2 separate regions of the Sus scrofa genome follow, and region 2 is linked to region 1. The links are chromatin contacts, called in public Hi-C maps. All regions are on one chromosome and are shown on one strand. Each heading gives the region's core, a stretch centred on a gene start, on an enhancer-like site or on the middle of the called end of the contact. The rest is flanking DNA. Distances are from core to core; before and after follow the strand shown. Region 1 overlaps CTIF (CBP80/20-dependent translation initiation factor). Region 2 overlaps DYM (dymeclin).

The links. Hi-C and Micro-C count contacts between places; a contact is called where the count stands out from the background.
Region 2: a Hi-C map of embryonic fibroblasts shows a contact between it and region 1, with 2.3 times the contacts expected there. The contact joins two enhancer-like sites. A contact is called at or near these places in 1 of 47 Hi-C or Micro-C datasets (embryonic fibroblasts) and 1 of 2 datasets of contacts at active chromatin or transcription factors (alveolar macrophages).

Annotation. Positions count from the first base shown.
Region 1 is chr1:98,392,867-98,400,118 of Sscrofa11.1, reverse strand. All of the region lies in intron 9 of CTIF (CBP80/20-dependent translation initiation factor), which reads right to left. Among named protein-coding and RNA genes, the nearest start is that of SMAD7, 150 kb to the left of the region's middle. Within about 2 kb of position 4,033, at least 9 of the 83 cell types and tissues checked have an H3K27ac peak or open chromatin away from gene starts, as enhancers often do. A contact at or near this core is called in embryonic fibroblasts, where this site is marked.
Region 2 is chr1:98,643,101-98,650,352 of Sscrofa11.1, reverse strand. It overlaps DYM (dymeclin), which reads left to right. Exons shown (of 17, transcript XM_021092922.1): 17 at 7,057-7,252. The coding sequence ends at 7,206. Among named protein-coding and RNA genes, the nearest start is that of SMAD7, 100 kb to the right of the region's middle. Within about 2 kb of position 3,177, at least 5 of the 83 cell types and tissues checked have an H3K27ac peak or open chromatin away from gene starts, as enhancers often do. A contact at or near this core is called in embryonic fibroblasts, where this site is marked.

The DNA of each region.
Region 1 (7,252 bases), core at 2,784-5,283:
GAGGAGAACGGCTGGCTTCTCACACCCCAACTTGGGGCAGCATGATGGAAGGACTGCCAAGGTCTGGGCATCACTATGACCCCTTCGGCTTCAAGGAGTGACATGTGCAATGGATCTGGTGCACAGTAGGTGTTTAACAAGTGGCAGAAAGACCTCCTGGTCATTGTGCCCTGAGTCATTTTGGTTTTTTGTTTTTTTCCGCCCTTTTCTTGGAGTTTCTGGGCCAGGGATCTATGCCACAGCTGTGGCAACGCTGGATCCTTAATCCACTGTGCTGGGCTGTGGATCAAACCTGCGTCCCAGTGCTCTAGAGATGCTGCTGATCCCACTGTGCCACAGTGGGTACTTCCCCGAGTCATTTTATCCACCAGAGTCAGCCCCAGACCTGGCTCTCCCCTCCTCCTGGCAGCCCCAGCAGAGGGGTATACCACCAGGCTGCACACTCACAGCTGGCCATCGTGGCCACACAGTGGTCACAGCTGCCAGGCTTGGCTCAGTCAGTCCTGCTGGGCTCTGAGGGCTGGTCCTGGGGATTCAGCTGACCTCAACTCTGGAACAGTGGGACTCTGACCTACAGGTCACTCTGGCTGGGGCAATAGTCTGTGCCGGTCCCTTTCCTTGTCTGAAGAAGGCGACTCAGAGGGCAGGGTGAGCATAGGGCTGCAGCCGCCATCCACTCTGGGATTGGTTGCTTGCCCTGGGTTCTGATGTCCACTGGGCCCTGCCTTTGGGTATGTCCTTTCCCTTCTCACTGCAGGCAGGACCTTTCCCTGAGTAGCCTAGACCTCCCCAGGCCATGGCTCAGACACCCAATCATGTGATGCCAAAGTGGTTATTCCACTGCTTCTACTCTACTCTGCTCCCAGACACCCAGACACTTTAGATTTCATTCTTGGCTGCAAGTGACAGAAACCCTCTCAAACTAGCTTAAGCACATAGGGCTTGAACTGGTTTATGTGGTAGGGATGGAAGGGGCTGGTCCCCAAGAACATAGCCAGTCCACAGGGCTCAAAGAATGCCACAGCTGGTCCTGCCTGCCCATGCTTCTGCCTGTCTCGGCTTTGTGCATGTTGACCACTTTCTCTCCTGTCAGGGTCTCCCTTTGTGATGACAAAAAATGGCTGTCATAGCTCCCAGTCTCTTACCATGATGGCTTGTGAGCCAAAGGAAGACAGACATCCTCCCTCCCGTGTCCAACCTGCAAATTTCAGGGAAGGATTCTGATTGGCCCTGCTCATCAGATGACCATCCCTCAGACCCAATCACTGTGGACAAGGAGACAGGGTTCCTTGATTTGCCAGATCCAAGTCACGTGGCCAATTCTGTGGTGGGGTAAAGTGGGGCCCTGTGACAGATCCCCAGACCACAGACAGAGACAATAGCAGCCCACTGCAAACACAGACCCATCAGTGTGGCTTTCATAAGTGCCTGAAACTCTCCTGAGCATCATATCAAATTCCCCACGTGCTGGCATTGACTGCTGCCCTCTAAGTCCTACCCAAAGGAATAGAGAGTGACATTATTGGGATAATATTGAATTAGCTCCAATAAACAGACATGTACATCATGCCCCAAATGCTGGCCCTTTGTCGTTATTAATAAACAAAGCCCTGGAGACATTCTCTGTGACTGATGGACACTGAGGCTGAGAAAGTGCTCTTCCGGGCACATGGCTCCAGGTAAAGGGAATACGCTGTGGCTGGGAACAGCCATCAGCCACTCCCAGTGGAATCTAGAACATTCTGGAGACACTTTCCAAGCTTCCCAAGGTGTGAGCAAAATCTAGGTTGGCAAAATTAGGTCAGGTAGGCTCAGCTCTGCTGATCTGTAGGTGGTGGAGCGGGGAGAATAGGGGAGCGGCGCTGGGGTGCAGTGGAGAAAGAAGCTGAGAAGTTGGGCTGATTCAGTGGGAATTCTGTCTTGCACTTATGCAGGCACGAAGCCTCATTCTCAGGCAAGGGGGAGCCAGCACCTGCTGTGGCTGTGGCCTTGAAAAGCCCTCAGAAGAGGCTGGAAGTTTGAGCTGGATTGCTTGACAGGAATACCGGTGAATGAGCAGGAATTCCTGCAAGCAGGCTGTCACAGGATTCACTCAGCCTCAAGAAGACACCTCCAGGTACCACTCGCCAAGTGCAGGTTTGTCCGAAAACCTAGGGCAGCCCTCACTAACCAGACCTTCTGCAGGGCTGGGCCCTGGCCTTATCTGCTGCCTGCCTGATTGTGCCATAGTAGTACCACCATACATTGACATAACAATCATCTTTCCCAAGCACTTCCCACAGATATTCCTGGCTCTGCCCCATACAACATCTCATGCTGGAGGACGAGGTCCTGGGATTGACCATCTTTTCCAGGCTGGTAGGGCTGGAACCCAGGTCTCTAATTCTGCTTCTGCTGTTTTCTCCCCCACAGGCATCCTGTTTGAAAAGGCCCTCTTGGAAGTTCCTATTGTAGCTTGCAGGTTACAAACCCGACTAGTATCCATGAGGATGTGGGTTTGATCGCTGGCCTCACTCAGTGGGTTAAGGACCTGGCGTTGTCGTGTAGGTCATAGACGCGGCTCAGATCTGGCATTGCTGTGGCTGTGGTGTAGGCCTGCAGCTGCAGCTTTGATTGAACCCCTAGCCTGGGAACTTCCATATGCCGCGGGTGCAGCTCTAAAGAGTAAGGAAAGGCCTTTTTTTTATATACCAGAGCAGTCTGCCTTTGCCCTGAACTGTCCTGCAGGTACCCCCAGAAAAGAGGGCTCAGCCATCAGTTCTGTAGAATTGGGATTCCTCCCTGCCTGGCTGCAGTCCTGCTCAGAGAGTGGCCATGGGCTTGGAGGCAGGTATCCATCAGGGGCTGGCCCCAGCCCAGGCAGGTTTCATCCATCACACCAAGCTCTCTTTAGCGAGTGAGGTGGGCATTCTCACCATGGCCTCAGCTCAAGGAGCAAGCCAGCTGCCAAATAAAGGAGGCGATGAGTCTGAGTGGGGCCAGGGACCCTGTGACTATCAGGCCAATCTGTGAAAAATCAGTGTCCTCATCTGTAAAGTAGAAAGAGACTCTCTGACCTGCACAGGGTCGATGAGGTGATGGTGTGATGAAATGTGAAAACCCCTGGGAAAAACTGAGAGCCCCCAAAATAGAAAAGAGCCGCTATGCCCCATAGCCCTGCAATTTGAGAAACAAGGCACATGGTGGACCGGTGTCTTGTCCATGATTTTCTGTGGGAGAGAAGTGGGAGCTGAGGCCCAGCTTATCCAGCTTGCTGGAGATTCCTGGAGTCTGCTCTCAGAGTTTCTTGCCTGGACCAGGTTTTACCAGGAGGGTCAGGTCACCTCCTTCAGGCAGAAACGATGTTCAGGATCCCAACTGTTTGGTGCCAGGCCCACAGGCCATGCTCTGGAAGCAATTGGAAACTGAAGACTTGTGAAATCCTACTTTCAATGAGCAGCCACATTACTTCTGAAACTGTCTGGAAGGCTAGCGATAAAAATAGCTGATTACACAGGCGTTATTCAACTATTTATAGAATTTGAGAAAACCCCTTGAAGTGCTCACGAAAAGATTTGGCCTATAATGGGGATTCCAGAATGACTCAGCCTAAAGCCCAAATCCACCCGCAACTTTGAACTTTGACACAGCTGAAGTTTTCAAAAGTCACATTAACATTTACAGAGCAGTATCCCTCAGGGAAGCAGTAATGGGGGCACACACAGCTTTTATCAAGCTGTCTCCCAAAATGTTTGTGGGAAGACAAGTTAAGCAACAGTGGGAAGTGGGGCACTCGGAAAGAAGGACTCGAGGTCCAGTGGGCTCGGGAAGGTCAAAATTTGCAGCTGTGCAATGGGGATCCTGGCTCCTGCTCTGCCTTTGGAAACCACGGGGCTATGGATGTGGAAGCAATTGTCATGCCTGTTATTTTCAGCAAAGATGCAGAAGGAAGCTGTTCGCACCAGGCTCCATCTAAACGAGCCTGGCTATTGCAACATGCCATTCCCTTTGGTTCTACCCATCTGGACTTGATGTCGGCTCTGAGCCCAGCGCTGCAGGGGTGGGGGTGGCCCTAAAGGAAGCGCTCAGGCCCTCTCAGTGAGCCGTGAGCTCCAGGCCACAGACCAGATGGGCCCCCGTGTTGTTCCAAGGAGCCTCGGGCCAACCGTGGTGGGGGGGGGGCGATGATGGGCAGGAGGGTAGGCAGACTCCAAGCCCCTCTGCTGGATCTGTTTTACATGGTGGAGGAGGTGCCTGAAGTCGAGTTTGGAAAAAATAACTGCTGCTAAAAATGTTTGAAAACCACTGGTGTATCAAGAGTCCGCACAATGGGCTCGAAGGCCAGACAGGCCTGGATGATTGGACTCCCACCCAGCCCTGGGACCTGGGCAAGCCCCAAGACCTCCCAGAGTCTCCCATTCCCCATGTGGGCAAGGATAACAGGGCTAGACATAACAAGGATGGAAAGTGACTGGCTGAGGAGAAGCTCCTTCTCGCTTCCTTGGCCTTCCCCACTTGGGGCCCAAGGACCTCCATGGCAGGTGTGACCTGTCTGCCTTTTCACCCCTTGGCCACCTTGTAAAGGGAAGTTTCTTAGGGAAAAGGTGGATGCTAAGATGGGAGGCGCATCCTGCCCTTATTTGGGTTTCCATGTATATTAAGATGGATGGAAGAAAGGAAAGATTCTTTATCCACAGGGGATCCAACATGACCCAAGAGAGAAGAGAGAACCTGGAGATCAGAAAGGGGTGGGTTATCCTTACTAAGAAATGATCTAGTGGGAAGACCAGAAGACCTGCTGTTTGGGGGCTATGTGACTTTGGGAAAGTCATTCACCTCCTTTGGCCTCAGTTTGGTATCCCACAAAATGAAGCGGAGTATACTTGTCCCATCAGGCCCATGCATAGTGGTGAAGACAATAAGGCGATGGCTAGAAAATCACATGGTGTGACATAGAGCACAGACTTGTGGTTGCCAAGGGAGATGGGGGAGAGAGGGGGAGGGGCTGGGAGCTTGGTATTAGTAGATGCAAACTATTGCACTTAGAATGGATAAGCAATGAGGTCCTACTGCACAGCACAGGGAACCTTATCCAATCTCTTGGGATAGAACACGAGGGAAGATACTATAGGAAAGGGAATCTATCTATCTGTCTGAGTGGGTCACTTTTTTGTACAGCAGAACTTGACACGACATTGTAAATCAACTATAATTTTTAAGAATCATTAAAAAATTAAAATGAAATCAGCTGGCGAGCTGAGCATGGTTTACAATACAGTATGGCGGGTCTTGATGAATGGAGACCATCCCTTGCTCATTAGCCCCTTAAAGTTCAGCTCGATCTTGACCTGGCACAATGTAAATGGCTCAACAGACTCTTCCTGAACTGATTCTTGTGATCAAAGGCTGCCGACTGGCACCGGTCACTTTCCCTGCCTGTGGTCTTGCTGACCAGGCACCTCCTGTTGAGCAAGATACTGGGTGGTGGAGGAGAAGCCATCTGCTAGAGCAGACTTGCCTAATCTCGGCACTCTGGAGATTTGGGGCCAAATTATTTGGGCGGGGGTCGGGGGGGCACTATCCTGTGCATGGTAGGTCCCTATCCACTCAATGCCAGTCAGAGCCCCCACCACCCTCACCCCTAGTTGTAGAAGCCAAAAATATCTCCAGGCATTTCCGAATGTCTGCCAAGGGCAAAATCACCCCCAGCTGACGGCCACTGCCTGGAGCGAGACTGTGCACACTCCCGCCCCCACCAGGGCATCTTCTTAGGACCCAGCAAGATGATGTGGAAGTTCTCGAGTAACACTGGGAAGCAACGCAGTGCAGGGCTCTGTCTACTGTAAGGCCTAGGAGGGCGCACCCCTGCAACTGTCTAGAAACTTCCCAGGGGCTGTATACAACGCACACCTGCACGCCGAGCAGGCTGCAGATGGAGCTGGTGCTAACTCAGCACTCAACCATAGCGGCGCATATAACTTGCCCCGGCATCTAGTCCGCAGACTCTGGTCATTTCCCCTCTTGATACAGAACAATGGTTTAAAATAAAAAAGCAGAAGCCCTTATGTGTGATGATTCAAAACCCCAAGAGGGTAAAAATAAAGCTGGGCTCTGACACTGACAGCTTGGGTTGTGATGTTAGCCCTGCGAGCAAATGATCTTTCATCAGTTGGACTGTATTTTTAAATGTGAACAGTTTATCACGCTTAACACTGCTTATTTGGGGGTGCCTTGGACAACAGATAATTCAACTGCATTTACCAGATGACACTGACAAATACTTCCCACGCCCGTGTCCCCAGATAAAAATAACGCCAGCTTGCTCACAGGTTTGCGGAAAAAAAGGGCAGGAAGCTGGAGGTACCAATCGTGTCTGGCACATCCTCCCCACCCCCGCACTGGCCCCTGGTGGTGCTGGCTCTGCTGCTGGAGGAGGAAGTGTTACCCAGGTGACACATGATGTTCTAACTGTGTGAGACAATGGGGAGGCCTGGAGTGGTATCCCTTCAGGAGCCCCAGGCTCTGCCCATCACAGAAGGCTCTGCTTCCTTAGCAAGCATCCAAGGAGAATGAAGAGAGCACTGTGAGAGCTTGGACAGTCACCCAGCCTTGCTGAGCCCAATCTAGAGAATGGGTTCATACAACATTTCCTACCACCTGTTATGGATATGGCGAGATCCAAATGCCTGACTCCTGTAGCACGGGGTAGATGAAGGCTGCAGGCCTAGAAGCACAGGCCTCTGTGGAGTGACCCCAAAGGCACAACTTTCTTTGCCTTAGAGCATTTCCCTTGTAACCAGCAGGCACAGCGCCTGAAGGCACCCCAAAGTACAGCACCTATCTTTTCTTTTTAGGGCCTCACCTGTGGCATATGGAAGTTCCCAGACTAGGGGTTGAATCGGAGCTGCAGCTGCAGGCTACACCACAGCCGCAGCGAGGCCAGATCTGAGCCACATCTGCAACCTACACTGAAGCTTGTGGCAACACTAGATCCTTAACCCACTAGGCCAGGGATCGAACCCCCATCCTCATGGATACCAGTAGGGTTCTTAACCCATTGAGCCATGATGGGAACTCCACCACATCTTTAGGATAAGGCTCCATTTCTCCAGCAATTCCCCCAGTCAAACCACAGGGGAAACATCAAATACCAATTACATTGGCATGGTTCAACTGATCAGAAACTTGCTCTTCTATGAGAAAGACAAGACTTAAGAAAGGTGGGGTCTGGGAGTTCCCGTCGTGGCGCAGTGGTTAACGAATCTGACTAGGA
Region 2 (7,252 bases), core at 1,928-4,427, 250 kb before region 1:
TGAGCTGAGTCACAAGACAACTGTCTTGGAAAGAGAGGGGCGGAAACCTGCCCCCTGCTGGCCCCTTCCAGATGCAGTCTGTGGAAACAAAGCCGCCATCCCCCCTGAGCTCTTCCTCCACCTGCCCAGAGCTTTAGTGGTCCTCAGGTGCATCCACCCAGCTGTCACTGGCTGGAGCCCACAAGGGGACCGAGGAGGCGGGAGAGAAGATGGGGTAGAAAGGTGAGGACCCAGGAATGCCCTGTGGCCTGGGCATCACTGGCCAAGTCAGGAGTGAAGGTGCTTGAGCGAGGAGGCTGGACTTGGCTGAGCCATCACAGGATGCATTATCGCTCCCCACAGGCTTGAAAAGAACATAAAGGGAAGAGTGACTCTTTCTAGGTTGCTGATCTGACATTTAGAATATGACATTTTTTGGACTGAATCCTGACAAAATGTGTCCCCAGTGTCCAGTGCTAAATAAAACCTTTTGGGAGTTCCCATTGTGGCTTAGCAGAAACAAATCTGACTAGCATCCATGAGCCCGCAGGTTGGATCCCTGGCCTTGCTCATTGGGTTAAGGATCTGGTGTTGCCGTGAGCTGTGGTGAAGGTCACAGACAAGGCTCGGATCCCATGTTGCTGTGGCTGTGGTGTAGGCTGGCAGCTACAGCTCCGATCTAACCCCTAGCCTGAGAACCTCCATGTGCTTCAGGTGTGGCCCTAAAAAGGCCAAAAAAAAACCCTTTTGTCTTTCTTTTCCTTAGCTCTCAGACTTCTAAGAGTATTAGAGGAACACATATTTTTTATTTTTCTTTTTAAAAGAAATGCATATTTCTTTTTCTTTTCTTTTCTTTTCTTTTTTTTTTTTTTTTTTTTTTTTTTGGCTGTACCTGTAACATGCAGAAGTTCCTGAGCCAGGGGTTGAACCCTTTCACCGCAGCAGTGACAACGCCAGATCCTTAACCTACTGAGCCACAGGGGAACTCCAAGAATGTCTGTTTCACTCTAAACCCGGGTGGGTTCTCTCTCTGGCTAAATAGCTCCCTGTTCAGGGGGTGCCATATTCAATGCAGCTTGGACACAGGTAGTCACACCAAGAGGCTGCATACACATTCAGTCTGGTTCACTGACTAGTGTTTGCAAAGCCCTCTTATGACTTATGCCTCTTAGTCACCTTTTTAAAACGTTCCCAGTACACTGTCTTAAAAACAACTCATTGCAGGAAAGAGGAGGCTCTCTACTTTGTGCTTTGTTATATTGGCTTGGTTAATAGCCAGTCCTCAGCCACTCCAGCCCCCATCCAGCCACACCCCAGGCTGCTCGTTGGAGGTTGTTGAACACGCCCCAGAATCATGCAGGGAGATTGTGACGCTGATGTCAAACACGGCTTAGAAGTGGCCCTTCTGTCAACACCACCGCAGCCCCATAAGCTTTCCTCGGGGCCGATCCCCACTTCGAGTCGAGTCCCGCCACAGGACTATACGCAGATATGAAGCTATGAGTTTCTTAATGTAACTCACTATTCAACAAATGATGACTCTATAGCTTTTTAGAACCTACCTTTTTTCAGTGACAGAACTTTATTCTTTAAAAATGCTAATGAAGGAGTTCCTGTTGTGGCTCAATAGGTTAAGAACCCGACATAGTATACATGAGGATGCGGTTTGATGCCTGGTCTCAATCAGTGGGTTAAGGATCTGGGGTTGCCATGAGCTCCGGCGTAGGTCAAAGATGTGGCTCAGATCCAGCGTGGCTGTGGCTGTGGCTGTGGCGTAGGCCGGCAGCTGCAACTTCAGTTTGATCCCTAGACTGGGAACTTCCATGTGCTACAGGTGCAGCCATTAAAAAAAGAAAGGAAAAAAAAAAAGTGCTAATGAAGATGAGTCTGTCCCTTTTAGGCCATTTGTCAGCACTTGTTCCTAGGTTTTCACGTGGGGAGGCTCAGGTTCTTTATGTTTCTGTTATAATAACAGGAAACAGTGTTGCCAAGTAGAAAGTGTCTAGTTGGGTGGAATAAGAGAAATAGGTTAGGACCAGGCCAGGGATGGTATTTCTAGTCTTTGGATTTGATTGCTGAAAGTGCTAAAATAAGAGCATACCTTATTACATTTGCAGATCACTTTAATGTCAGTATTAACAGCCAACATTTATTGAGCTGTTAATAAATAGTTTTTGGGTCAGGTTCTTTAGAAGGCACTTTTACATGGCTCATCTCATTTGATTGTCACAACCCTGTGAAATAGAATTCAAAATCTGTTAAATTCAGAATCTCAGCATAGAGTAAACTCATCTTTTGAGAGCTTTGGTCTGAGTGATGGTACAAGATTTGTCTCAAGTCACCCAGCTAATAAGGACTGAACTTACAGCTCGTAAATGCTGTGATTATATTCATAGGTCTGTTCTTAGTACTGTGCTTGCTACACAGTAGGCCCTCAGTAAGTATTTAATGAATGAATGAATCAGTGAATTGATGAATGAATGCATGGAAAGAGGTGCGTGTAGAACTCCAGTCATCTGTCTGCCTTTCAGGTGCTTTTTCTTGTTACTCAAAGATTAACGAGTAACTAGAGTAACTGTATGTCAAGTGTTTGAACATGCCTGCCATATAATAGGCAGTCAGTTCTGTTAGCTATAAATGTTAGCTGGAATCTCAGAGTTAAGTTTTTGCAAAGAACTTCTACTGATCAACTTGAAAAACGTCATAATGAAATACACATATGCTATTGTCAGGTAAAGTTGATATTATACTGTTTGTATGTTCTATTATATACCATATCTGGATAAAGTTGATACTATATTAAATACTATTTGTATGTACTATTAGATACTATGTCTGAATATTCTTGCCACCCTGATAGTCACCCTACATTGAGATTCGTTTATTGTACTTACTCCAGAGTGAGATTGGTTATTGTTTTCACGTAAACTTGAGCCAAAATGAAAACAAGGCCTTTTCAGCTCCATTTTTCCCAGGTGGTGGAAAGGATGGATGGTCACGGGGGTGGCCGGGTGCTTTTCTCCTGGTGGCCTTTTCCTAGATCCGCCTGTGCATGATCTAAAGGCAGCCTTTGACTCATTACTCTTCCTAACTGGAGAGTCATCAGAATTTCCCCAAAACCATGAGGGCGGGGAAGACTTAGCGCTGGCACAGACATGTGGTGCCACCCCACTGAGCGGCTCCTGCCCAAGCTGCTTTTAATTCTGCTGGAAGGAATTCTTAGGAAAGCAGTTTGCTCCTTTTCTTTCCCATTCCACCCTCCCTGGAGCTACAGGAAGCAGGCTCAGTTAAGTTGCCTCACAGCCTTTCCTAAGGCCTGCCTTCGTAGGAAAGCCCCTAAACATGTCACTCGGTAGAGAAAAGGCTCATCTTTTAGTCATTTTTCTCTTACAACAAGAAGTGCATCTTATTGGCTACATTACCACTTAGAAATGTAGGATGTTGTTACTCCAGCGGAAAGAGGCAGTGCAGGGGGGTGGTGGGAGGAGGGGTCTGGCCTTTTCTAACCACCACCTCTGTGCCCCCAGCCCCCTCACTCCTCTCCGAGACAGGGTGAGAGGTTTTCTGAAGTTGAGGCCATTCCAAGAACCAAGACTTCCATCTTCGTTATTAGGGGGTAAAATTCTTTTCGTCTTCAAACGCGGTCCCTCATCAGTTGACATCATTGTGGGTTTGGTAATTTTTCAAGGACCCAGTAGGGTGCTGGGTTCTGTCCACACAATGAAAGAGCATAGAACAAACCCCAAAGGGCTCCTCGGAGCCTAGGAGAATTAGATTTTAGGACAAAGCGCTGGGGTGGTTACAACAATGGCGTCTTTCCAAACTGACTTTCCCACCCAGTCAGACCCAGACGTCAATCCTGACTCCACCCCACAGACTGTATGACTAGAACCAGCACTTAGCTGCTCCAGGCCCCACTTCACCTTCTGTCAGTGATATTGGCCACATCAGCCTCGGCAGGACACCATAATAACTGACCATGATGTGCGTGGGGACCTTCCAGACCAACCTGGAAGCTGCTTGCCACACCTTCTTGCTACAAATGCATGGAAAAAGAAAGTTACTGTGTTGGTGCCTGTCAGACCCCTGATTCCATGGCGAAGACATTGCCACCTCTGAGAACTCTGTCCCCATACCTGAGAACCTCATTCCAGGCCGAAAGCAGCACAGAGCACATGAGAAGGCTCATCAAGGATGCCCCAGGCCCCCAGAGACCACCCAGCTGCTGAGCGGTTGTGGTGCACCCACGCGGGCTTCGAGAGGACTTAGTGAATAGATGGCAAGGGAGTGGAATGCCAGTCAGATCACTGAGTGCCAGAAATAGGGCCATGTCCCTTAGCTGATCACTGTCAGTCAGACTGACCCCACAAGCCCAGTAGGAAGAGTCATCCTCCCCTCCACACTGTTGTCAGCGTTGCCATCAGCGCACACAGACACACTTAGCCTATGCCGACAATAATGAAGAACTGAGTCAACACACTGAGGGTCTGAAAAGGCTTGGGTTTTCACTAAATCTGAGTGGTTCTGCAAAGTATGGAGCAGATAGAGTATGAAGGAGGATATCGGGGTAGGTAACTTATGCTAGAGGTCGGCCCACCTGTAAAACTCCTTGCTGGAGTTCCCGTTGTGGCTCAGTGGTTAACGAATCCGACTAGGAACCATGAGGTTGCGGGTTTGGTCCCTGGCCTTGCTCAGTGGGTTAACGATCCGCTGCCATGAGTTGTGGTGTAGGTCGCAGACGCGGCTTGGATCTCATGTTGCTGTGGCTCTGGCGTAGGCCAGCCACTACAGCTCAGATTCGACCCCTAGCCTGGGAATCTCCATATGCCATGGGAGCGGCTCAAGAAAAGACAAAAAGACAAAAAGACCAAAAAAAAAAACAACTCCTTGCTGTATATTCTGTATCTACTGATGCCCTGGGAGCGTGGAATAGAGTTGGTTTTCATTAAAGTCGTAATAAATGGGGACTGTGCTGTCTGTGGTATGTTGAAGTAACATCCATGACCAGAGGAGCCTCCTTTTTCATGAATCCCTGTACCTTTTTCAGGATTTAACTCAAAACTCACCTTGCCGCAAAGCATTTCCTGCTCAACTCAGCCCCCACTCATCATTCTCGAACTCTCAGGATCCAGCACTTAAATGTTCAGTCTTAATCATTACGAATGTTGTTTTGTTTTTTGGTTTGGGGTTTGTTTTTTTAAGTATAGGTGATGTACAGTGTCCTGTCAATTATTGCTGTACAGCAAAGTGACTCAGTTACACATATACGTACATTCTTTTTCTCACATTATCCTCCATCATGTTCCATCACGTGACTACATATACCTCCCTGTGCTGTACAGCAGAATGTCACTGCTTATCCACTCTGAATGCAATAGTGTGAACTACCAACCCCCAACGCCCAGGGCATCCCAGTCCCTCCCCCTCCCCCATGGCAACCATAAGTCTGTTCTCCATGTCCGTGAGTTTGGGGTTTTTTTCTGTAGATAAGCAGATGTTGTTTTAAGAACCTTTAAACCTGTGTGTGTATGTAGCTCCCCTACTCCCTCCACCACCACCCTCCTTTCTGTTTAAAATCTTTTAAATCCACCCAACTAGTGTCCTTTTAGCTCCGGCCTGTTTGCTCCTCACCTGGCCCAGGCCCCACCCCTGCTGGGTGCCCCCCAGTTCTCCCCTCTGTGATCCAGTCCCTGCTCAGAGCCAGTCCCATCGGGCCCCTTTCTGAGACCTTTCGGATGCTTCTGGGACCTTCGCGCAGCGAGCTGGATTCTTCCTGCAGCTCCGTCCTCCACTGTGGGCCCTGCTCACCGGGACTTACTCTGCCCCCCAGTGTAAAGCACCTCATGCCTTCCTTCCGTACTGCTCCCTCAGGAGGAACACGCTTCCCTCTTCACCTGGCTGCCTCCTCCACCACCAGGCCTCTGGAGCCTCCTGTCCTTCCCTTCTCACTTCTCGGTGATCATTGTTTTGCTGTTGCTACTGCTGTTTCCTTTGTCTCTGCTCCACAAGGACGCTCGTCCGAGAGGACAGGAACTGTGTGGAGCTGCTGGCCCTGCATCCCCGGGTCCTGGTGCTCAGCCCCCACCTGTGCTGAGGAGCAGACGCTCAGCCAGTGTAGGAATGAATAAGAGGGATTGAGCAAGATGCCTTACGTGAAGTGGTTACCCTTGTGCCTGGGACGTAGTTGAGCCTTAGATGGTTGATTGCTTCATTCTGCAAGTTATTTACTAAGTGTCCGGCCACTCTCTGTCGGGATACAGCAGCAGACACAGTGGATGTAGAAATCTCTGCCCTCGTGGGCCACGCGTTCATGGGAGTGTTTCCCCTTCGCCCTCTGCCAGCTCTCTCCCTCCGCTGTTGCCTGCTTCTCCCCAGCCCCCTACCCCTGCCACCATCACCAAACTGCAGCCTCTCCTGCCAGAGTCACCTTGGCCAGGGAAGCGGTGGGTGGGGCTTTTAGCTGAATCCTGGGCTCCTCGGGCTGCGGAGAGGAGAATCACCTCCTCTGCCCTGGCGGGAATATGTAGATCGGGAGTAGAACGAGAACAAAATCAAAAGCCCAATGAAAGTGCTACTTACTAGACCTGGGAACTGCACATGCTGTCTCTGCAGAGCAGCGACTAAGCCTTCCCTGCGCCTCAGGCACAGGTCCCCTCCACAAAGCAGGGGCGACCCACAGCACTGCTGGCCCTCTGTGCTCACCGCCCGCCCTCAGGGTCAAGGCCAAGGAGTTCTGAGGGGAACTTCAGCCAGAGGAAGGTGTCTCAGGAAGACCCAGTGGGCGGCGGTGTGCAGGAGACAGTCTTGCTCAAACACTGCCCGCTGTTTCCCACTCTGGCGTTTCTCACCCCGCCTTGTCCACTGTTCTGGTCCCTGCTCCTCTCAGCACATGGTCACCCCTGACCAGGGCCAGTGGGGTTGTGTGCCCTCCCTACAGGTGACTCACACGCCCCCGGAGCGGCAAGCTGGATCTTGTGTCCCTGGGGCTCTCAGGCCCTCTGACCCCTCAGAGGAGGTATAAACTGCTCCTTTTCATGGGACTATGGGATTGACCAAATTGTCTTGTTTTCGTTACAGAAATTTCCAGAACTGAAATTCAAATATGTGGAAGAGGAGCAGCCCGAGGAGTTTTTTATCCCCTACGTTTGGTCCCTGGTGTACAACACAGCAGTAGGCCTATACTGGAACCCGCAGGACATCCAGCTGTTCACCATGGATTCCGACTGAGGGCGGGACGCTGCCTCCCAGCCTGACCCCCTCCAGCCAAGCAGCT